Linked DNA regions of Ovis aries: region 1 is linked to region 2. The links are chromatin contacts, called in public Hi-C maps. All regions are on one chromosome and are shown on one strand. Each heading gives the region's core, a stretch centred on a gene start, on an enhancer-like site or on the middle of the called end of the contact. The rest is flanking DNA. Distances are from core to core; before and after follow the strand shown.

The links. A called contact is a pair of places that touch in the nucleus more often than the background predicts.
Region 1: a contact with region 2 is called in a Hi-C map of skin fibroblasts, with 2.6 times the contacts expected there. The contact joins the enhancer-like site here to the promoter of PPA1 in region 2. A contact is called at or near these places in 3 of 16 Hi-C or Micro-C datasets (muscle, skin fibroblasts and tail adipose tissue).

What each region holds. Positions count from the first base shown.
Region 1 is chr25:25,945,512-25,949,749 of ARS-UI_Ramb_v3.0, forward strand. PALD1 (phosphatase domain containing paladin 1) reads left to right here. Exons shown (of 20, transcript XM_027962462.2): 18 at 1,155-1,295. Among named protein-coding and RNA genes, the nearest start is that of PRF1, 48 kb to the right of the region's middle. Within about 2 kb of position 2,545, at least 8 of the 54 cell types and tissues checked have an H3K27ac peak or open chromatin away from gene starts, as enhancers often do.
Region 2 is chr25:25,654,927-25,659,269 of ARS-UI_Ramb_v3.0, forward strand. PPA1 (inorganic pyrophosphatase 1) reads right to left here and starts at 1,562. Exons shown (of 9, transcript XM_060406860.1): 1 at 1,422-1,562. The coding sequence starts at 1,485. NPFFR1 (neuropeptide FF receptor 1) reads right to left here. Exons shown (of 5, transcript XM_027962137.2): 5 at 1,616-4,343.

The DNA of each region.
Region 1 (4,238 bases), core at 1,295-3,794, 290 kb after region 2:
TCTCCTGCCACTGGGCTGTAGCTCCACCCCCGCCCGGTGTGCCAGCTCAGGGCCAGTTCCTCTGAGAAACACAGGGGTGAGGGAGACCTACCTCCCCAGCCCGACCACCAGTGTGATCCCGCTAGGACGCAGCTGTGGGGATGGGTTAGATTGAGAGAAGAGCTGAGTTAGTCCGGTTTTGGTCTTTTGTTCATTTACATCATCCCATGGAATGCCTCCTAGGTGGAAAATCTCTTGCTCTTGGGGGTCTGGGGGCTCCTTGTCTGGTGGGGAGTGGATGTGAACAGGTGAGCACGTGGGTGTGTAAGATGGATGTGTAGGTGGCGGTCGACCTCAGGGCTGTGAAAGGACTATGTGGGCTTTTGGGATGGGTAGACTGAGAGGGCTCCAGGAAGGCGCTGGGCCCATAGGAGGAGTTTTGAGTGAGGCTGGGAGGCAGGTGGGGTCAGACACTGGGCGACCTTGTAGATGTGGGGAAGCTTTCAGTTTTTATGTTGAGTGTAAGGGAGCCAGGAAGAGATTGAAGTTACCCAAATAGGAAGCGCTCACACTTACACTTTTGTAAGGCCTCTCTGGCTACCAGTGAGGGGGAGGAGGCGGGGCCGCTGCAGTGGGTGGGGGTGCTGGAGGCCTGGATCGCTGCTGGCGCAGGGTGTGGGGGTGCAGGGTAGAGTGAGCCAGAGCGAGGTCCACAGCAAGTGACTGGGAGGGTGGGAGGAGCCCTGCACTGCAGAGTGACCTTAACTGGCCTCAGTCTCCCCAGGTAAAGGAAAGCTGTCTACACTGGGTTTCCCAGAGCTGGGTGTCCCCGAAGTGCCTGCAGGGTGGAGGGAGAGCCAGTGGGGCCCCACCTGAGGCTTATCATACGCCCGCTGCTCACCCCGCCAGCTCCAGTTACACGACAACTATCCGTTTTATGGATTAGAGTCCTGGATAAGGTTCCATTTGAAGCAAGGTTCCTGCTGCTTGAAAAAATAAGCCCCTTGGGAGCCCTCGCCTCCGAGCTATCCGGGAACACCCTTGGGTCCCGTCCCTGTCTGAGAAGTGAGGGGCCATCAGGGCCAGTGCGGCCCTTAGTGTGGGCGAGCCAGTTGCTGGCGCTGGAGGCCCCCGACTTGGTTTCTGTTCAGCTCACCCCCTGCCTCTGGCCCCAGGTGGTGATGAAGGTGGTGCAGCTGCTGCCCGACGGGCACCGGGTGAAAAGGGAGGTGGACGCGGCACTGGACACGGTCAGCGAGACCATGACGCCTATGCACTACCACCTGCGGGAGATCATCATTTGCACCTTCCGCCAGGTGAGCCCCGGCCCGCGTGCCGTCCCCACGTGCACAGCCTAGGAGGGGCTGACCTGGGTGAGAGGTGGCTAGGGCGCCCCACAGGACCCACAGGGGCTCTCAGGCCCTTCTCCACCTCCGGGAGGTCAGGGTGATCCCTGCCGTGGAAGCACGCCCAGCCCTGACTTTCCCCAGCTGGATTCTGCGGTGCTCGGTGGGGTGTGTGCGGGGGTGAGGTTCAGAGGATTCGGCAGCTGCTGTGGCCCTGGGATCCGTCAAGGCTGTGACTGCTCAGACGAAACACCCTGTCCTCAATCCCTGTGGTGCCAGGCATTCACCCTCCAGTTTCTGGGCCACAGGAGGCCCTGGGGGTCCTGGGCAGGAGGCAGGTGGGTGGATGGGTCCTGGGGAGCGGCTGTTTAATATCCGGCAGGAAAGCCATCCAGTGTTTTCACAGCTGATGCTGCCTGAGGGACTGAGCATTCAGTTATACAAATCAGAAGTTTTCTATAAAAGTCCAGATTTCATATAAAAATTCAGAATTTCAGCCGATTTAGAAAAAACAAGCCCTTTAGTAAACCATGGTCCCAGGCACTCTCACACGTGGCCCAGCTGGTGCAGTCACATAACCCACGGGGGCTGCTCTGGCCCTCAGACTCCGGCCTCTGGTCTCTGTGTGGAGCATACTGACCTGTCTAATTCTGTTCCTCTCTGACCCAGTGAACTTGACTGTCTGCTGGGCAGAGGAGGGTGCTGGCGTGGGAGGGGACAATTGTGAAGGGAGAGGGAGCTTTGAGAAGACTGTGCCCCAAGTGAGTGAGCACCCCCATGGGTGCTGACCTGCGGTGGGGCAGCGGTCCCCAAGAAGGGGCAGCTCCGAGCCAGCCCCACGCTCAGCCTGCCCTGGGCACGCGTTGTGAATAGCTGATCCAGGCCAACCTTTGCTTAGGGTCACAGATCAGATCACGGATGGGGGAAAGGATGTTTGGCTGGAGGCAGGCCACCTGGGGTCAGTTGGAAGGGATACCAAATTTGGGGTGGGGAAAGTGGTTAAGGAGTTTCAGACTTTGCTGGGCTTTGAAAGATGGGAGATAGTTTTCCCCACGGCCAGCAGCTCCCTTTGGAGTTGCCTGTGGGTCTCCCTCCTGGCGGTCTGGTATCCTGCCACCAGGTGGCAGCAGTGAACCGAGAGCCCGAGTGCTTCCTGCTCAGGAGACGTTGAGAGAGTAGAGAACCAAGCTTCCACTTCTCTCTGTAGCTAGAGGCCTGAGTAGTAGGAAAGGAATGCCTAGCTCTGCTTCAAAATACCGCCGGTCCCCTCCCGACGCTGACCACACTCAGTCAGAGTACCCCTCTTCACAGCCTCTTCCTTCTGGCCCTGCTGGCTCTTTGCTGCCTTCAGGCAATCCAGGGGTCCCCCCACCCCACCAAAGCTGATAGACCCTCCCTCCTCTGAGCTCTGCAGCCATGGATGCTCACTGTGGGGCACACAGAGGGTGCAGCAGGGGGCATCAGGAGGGCATGAGCCTCGGGAAGAGAGGAGAGGTCCCACAGAGCAGGCCTTGAACCGTCCTGATGTAAGGAGAGCCAGGGAGCGTTGCTTCAGATGGGAGGGACTGCCTGTACAAAGGCCAGGAGCTGGGAAAGTGCAGAGAGTTCAGAGGTGGTGAAGGTGCTTCGGTGCCCACGAACAGAGTTGTGTTGGAAATTGTCAGAGATGAGATTGGACGGGTAAGCTGGCTCTGCTCTGTTGGCAGTGGGAGGGGAGGGTGGGGTGGCTGGGACTAAGTGCAGAAGATGCTCTGGCTGCTTTTGGAGTTTGGGGTGTTCTAATGGAAACAGAACCAGCAGAGGACTCTCGTTCCCTCCCCATAAGATCTGGCCACTTACCCCTATTCCAAAGGCCAGGATGGTGCCAACCTCTGCTGTGGGAAGAGGGGAACCCCTGAACCCCATCCCTGGTGTTGGTGATTGGGGGATAAGGGTCTGGGACAGAAGCAGGGTACAGAGTCATTCCCCAATGTGGCCACCAGGTGGCCCCAGTGAGCTGCGCTTAGGCTAAACTCTGAAAAGAGCCCAAGAGCTGAGGGGCCTGAGACACCCTCCAATTCAGTTCTTCTCACCCTGGCTGTACAATAGATTCACCTGGGAGCTTTAAAATAGGCCCATGCCTGAGCTTCATCCCCAGAGAGTCTGATTCAGTTGGTCTACTAGGGATGGGGGTGGCTAGGGCATGGATCTTTTCCTTAAGTAACAGGTAATTCTGAAGAGCAGTTGAGCGCTGCATACTCCAAGCCAGGGCCCTGAACTTTAGGAGGTTCCGGAGTACCTGGAGGATGTTAGATGCATGTTTCTGGGCCCAGCATGACCTTTGCTCCTGTAGGTCTGGGTGTCTAGCAAGCTCCTAGATGCTGCTGCTACTCCTGGGCGGGGGCCACAGGGGGGTCTAACATGTCGTGTCTTGCCCTCTTGATCTCTCCTTTGCTTTTATATATATATATATATATATATATTTTTTATTGAAGTATAGTTCACTTAAAACATTTCAGGGGCATAGCAAGGTGATTCAGTTATATATGTAATATATATATGTTTTCAGATTATTTCCCATTACAGGTTATTATAAGATATTGGCTATAGTTTCCTTGCTCTCTCCTTTTCATAACAGTTGTTTTGAGGTGTAACTCATACACCATACAAATCACTTATTTAAAGTGTGCAAGTCAATGGTTTTTAGTGTATTCACAGGGTTTATAATCATCACCACAATCAAGTTTAGAGTATTTTCATCACCCTAAAAAGAAGCTTCCTGTGCCCATTAGTTATCATTCCCCGATTTCCTCCCTTCCTCCAGCCCGAGGCAACCACCAGTCTGCTTTCCACCTCTGGGGATTCGCCTCTTCTGGACATTTCATATACTTGGAGTTATACAGTGTTTAGCCCTTTGTGACTGGCTTCTTTCAC
Region 2 (4,343 bases), core at 312-2,811:
TCTCCTATTAAAGAAGGATGCTAAGAAGTCTATTAATTTTTTAATTAAAAAAAATTTTAGGTACTCACTACCTATGCATAATCTGAGTAAAAACTGTTTTTCTTCTGTAAATATAACTTGAAAACATATACTGTATCATCCCCGAACCTTCAAACTAGAGTCATTTCTCTAAGTCCCTCCTACAGAGGGATTCTGGAGCCAACACTAACTCCAAGAAAACTGCTCAGTGAATTATTTGTCAAAGGTTTCTGCATTGCCCTTGTTGCTGAATCCCGCAATTCATAAAATGGGTGGGGGAGGTCCCACGCTTTTTTGGATTTTAAACGGCAGTCTGAACTTCATCTAGTTGTGTAACTTTACAGCTCACTTTCCTTTTCCTCTAATACGAGGCTACTTTAGGCTAGGAGCTTTGTTCTTTCAATATTAACCGTGTACCCCCTCTTCCCGTCTCTTTACTGCTCTTCATACCCGGAACTCATAGAACTCAACGCACCTGCCCATTTCCTCTGGAACAAAATAGTGAAGCAGTTAAAAGAGAAACGCCTCCGTTATCTCTAATAATCTTGGAAGGGTGGAAGGGAGGGGGATGGTAAGAAGATACAGATAAACAAGAGATAGCTTTCCCCCACCTAGGAGGCTAAAGGAAAGCGGAGCCTACAGCCTTTAAGTGCATACTTCGGGTGGGTACCCCTTAGACGCGATCCCCCGGCCCAGGGGCCAAAACTTGGCACTTTCTTACTCATGCTTGCCCGACTGACGTCACCTGTTTGACGGGAGGGGAACAGCTTTCTGTTTCATAAGGCATCTTTCCAGCATCAGGGCTACGGGAAACCAAGCGTCAGGGAGACAGAAGCGCCACTGGGACCTCAGAGAGACCGGTCCAGTCCTCTACTGACCGCTCCTGATCCGGGCCTCAGTTTCCCCGTCTATAGGACGTGGGCCTGGACTTGACCCCGCCAGGTCCCCACAATCTGAGCTACAGTGGAGGAATTAAGGTCTTAAGATGTCACCACCATCACCTCCTCTCCCCCACCCCGTTCCTCCGAACTGAATAATCCTCTTACGGGCATTAGCTTAGCCCAAGACACCTTACTTAGGGTGGCTCAGTGGAGTCCTTTTCCCATCAGACACTGCCTGAGCCGGACACCTGCGAAACGAGCCTGGCGCAGGTTCAGGTCCAATCGGGCGTGTGAAATGGGAACGCCTATCCACGCCGTCCGACGCGCGAGCGGGACGTGTCAAATGAGGGCCAGGCCCTCCTAGACCCGCCGCCCAAGTCCCCGGGACCGGAGGAGGAGGCCGGCGGGGGCCCGAGACAACGAGCCGAGCGCGGGTCGCAACTGCTGGAGCGGGAACCGAAGCGAGGCCCGGGAATGAATGGGCGGGCTGGCAGGGAGGGGCCGTGGGCCTCCGACACTCACTGAGGAAGACTCGGTACTCGAGGGTGAAGGGCGCCGCGCGCTCCTCGCTGCTGAAGCCGCTCATCGTGCCGGAGACCAGCCGCCGCCGCTGCTACTGCTACAGAGCCACAAACCCGCACGCGGCGCCGACTGACAAGAAGTGAGCTCCGCGCCTGCGCACTGCGGAGACTGGCGCGGCGAGCAGGGCGGGGAGCCGCCTTTAACGCTGCTGGCGGGCTCGCACCCACCCCATGCGCAGGCGCACTTCGTAAGGCTGGCGAGTCCCGGCGCCCTAGCTCCACCCCCTCGGGCCGCGCCTCCGCTGACCATTGCTCAGCTCGCAGGCTGGGCCACGTGGCTGGCGGCCGGCTTTGGCCGTGATCCTTCTGACCTGGCGGGCTTTGTGCCTCTGACCTAGGAGGGTAACCAGTTCTCAGCTTGGACCACCTAAGAATTGACTGTCGACATCTCGCGCACACTGGGAGCTCACCTTTGACACACACCCTTCTCCGCAGAGTAATTCCTTATCTCAAAAGAAGTTTAATAGGAGTCAGCCGCTTTACCTGACGATCTGTGCCAGGCGGGAGCAGTTTTCTGATCCGTTTAAGCAAAGTTAAGGCATATTACTGACACCAAGCTGCAATGGTTCCCAGCTAGGTAGGAGCTCCATCACTTTCTAGCGTGTGACATCGAGCAAATTGCTGTTAACCTCTGACTCAGTTTCTCACCTGGGAAATGGAGCTGGTCAGAGTAAAGATTTCAAAGGTTGCAGGGATGATGAACCGAGTTGATGGACGTGAAGATACGTCCATCTAGGGAGGAACATCCCTAGACATCCAGTGATTAAGACTCTGCCCTTCTACTGAAGGGGGTGCGGATTCGATCCCACGTGTTACGTGGTGTGGCCAAAAAAATTGCAAATATGGAAAAGAAAGGAAGAGCTGGCTTGTAAGCACTCAGGAAGTGTAACTTGTTATTCCCACCCTTATCTGCAGAGGATTAAGTCCGCACCCTCTGCTTGCCCAACACTCCCCATGCCCTTAGGACTTCAAATGGAAGCATTGGAAAAGTCCAGGCCTAAACTCAGAGTCCCTTGAGGACGTTTCTCTCAGGCACAAGCTCTTTGAAGCTTATTTTTATACCACTGTTTCATGGTGTTCAGCCAGCCCCCAAAAGCTAAAGTCTGATTGACGTTATGGGCAGATAATTTACATCACTTACATCTCCAGTTCTGTATGTTGGGTTTTTTATGTAAATTTCAAAATCCTCAAACTAAGCAATAATTATTCACTAATTTGATTACAAAGTTATTTCAGAGAATGCCTGGTTTTATTTAAAATTTTTGATGGGTTGGGCCTCTTTAAATAATCTTGATTTTCTACGACATAAAAGATAATGTGCCTCAAAGATATTTTGATTTAAACTCTTTTTCCCCAAAAAACAATGTCTAATGTGTAAAATGAGATGTTCCCTGTATTAAATGAAAACCTAGTAAGTTAATTTTCCAGTTAGTGGCAGTATCCTTCCCTTGTCTCCATCAAAACTCTCGTTAATCTTCAGAAAGCCATGACTCACTGACCTTTTAAACGCTATACCACACAGCTTTACCGTAACTGGAACACAAGGGCAGGAAAAAGAAAATAGTAGAGCAGTAGTTCAGTCAGTAATGCAACAGATTACTGAAAGCTCAAGGTATCTCTGCAGAGTGAACACTAAGTAGGCTCACCTTCAGAGAGTTTCTTAAAAGGGTGTGGAATCTGAACTGCGCTGTCAGTTTTCTACCTCTAAGCAGATGGAGCTAGTTTTCTTAGAAGAACCCCAGAATCTCGTGTGTAACTGACTTGTGAACAGATGGAAATGATGCAATCGTCTGCCACATGCACTTTCCCTTTTGCTTCCTGCTACTAAGAGCAAGAAAATAAAGTCTTGCTGACCTCTGGACTTGCACACTAGCTCTTGTTTTATTGAATGTCTTGGGAGAGCCAATCAGCACCAACCCCAGTAAAAAGCCAAATCCTGCCTTTGCTCGGGCACAAGTCAGTGCTGTGTAACTTTCCCTTGCGAGCAGGTGCAGTGAGCCCCACAGGCCCTTTGGACCTTGTTCTCCTTCTCATATCCCTCTGGAGCCTAGCACAGTACCTGGCCTAGAGTAGGTGTTTTAATGACTCTTTGCCAGAACAATAGGTAGAGGAATTGATGAAAAGGAGAGCAAAAATACTTCTTAAGTATAATGGTTTGACAAAGGATGAACCCAGCTGTTCTCAAATGTTGTCTCTCTTGCTCTATAACTGAATCCAATGGTGCTTTTTAGTCCACATCCTGCTGTTTGCTGTAATTAGCCTTGTTGCTGCTGCTGCTGCTGCTAAGTCGCTTCAGTCGTGTCCGACTGTGCAACCCCATAGACGGCAGCCCATCAGGCTCTGCCGTCCCTGGGATTCTCCAGGCAAGAACACTGGAGTGGGTTGCCATTTCTTTCTCCAATGCAGGAAAGTGAAAAGTGAAAGTGAAGTCGCTCAGTCGTGTCCAACTCTCAGCGACCCCATGGACTGCAGCCTACCAGGCTCCTCCGTCCATGGGATTTTCCAGGCAAGAGTACTGGAGTGGGGTGCCATTGCCTTCTCCGTTAGGCACCTCCAACTTCCTGATGCCCTCTCTCTTCCTTGGCTTTGTGACTGCATTATCTTCTGACATCCCTCCTACTTCTCTGGCCCCTCTTTTCTCATTCTCCCCTTTAGCCATCTCTTCGTCTGGATCATCACTACTTTTCTAACTTCTCATGGTCTTTCTTTCTAGAGATACCCTCTCCCTAGGTTATCTCATGTATAATTTTGGTGTCAACTACCACCTATAGGTCCTATAACAGGAAAACTTTCAAATTTATAACTATGTTTTATTTAACACTCATAACTGTTGTCTCTGCTAGGTGGTAGGGTTGTAGCGCTT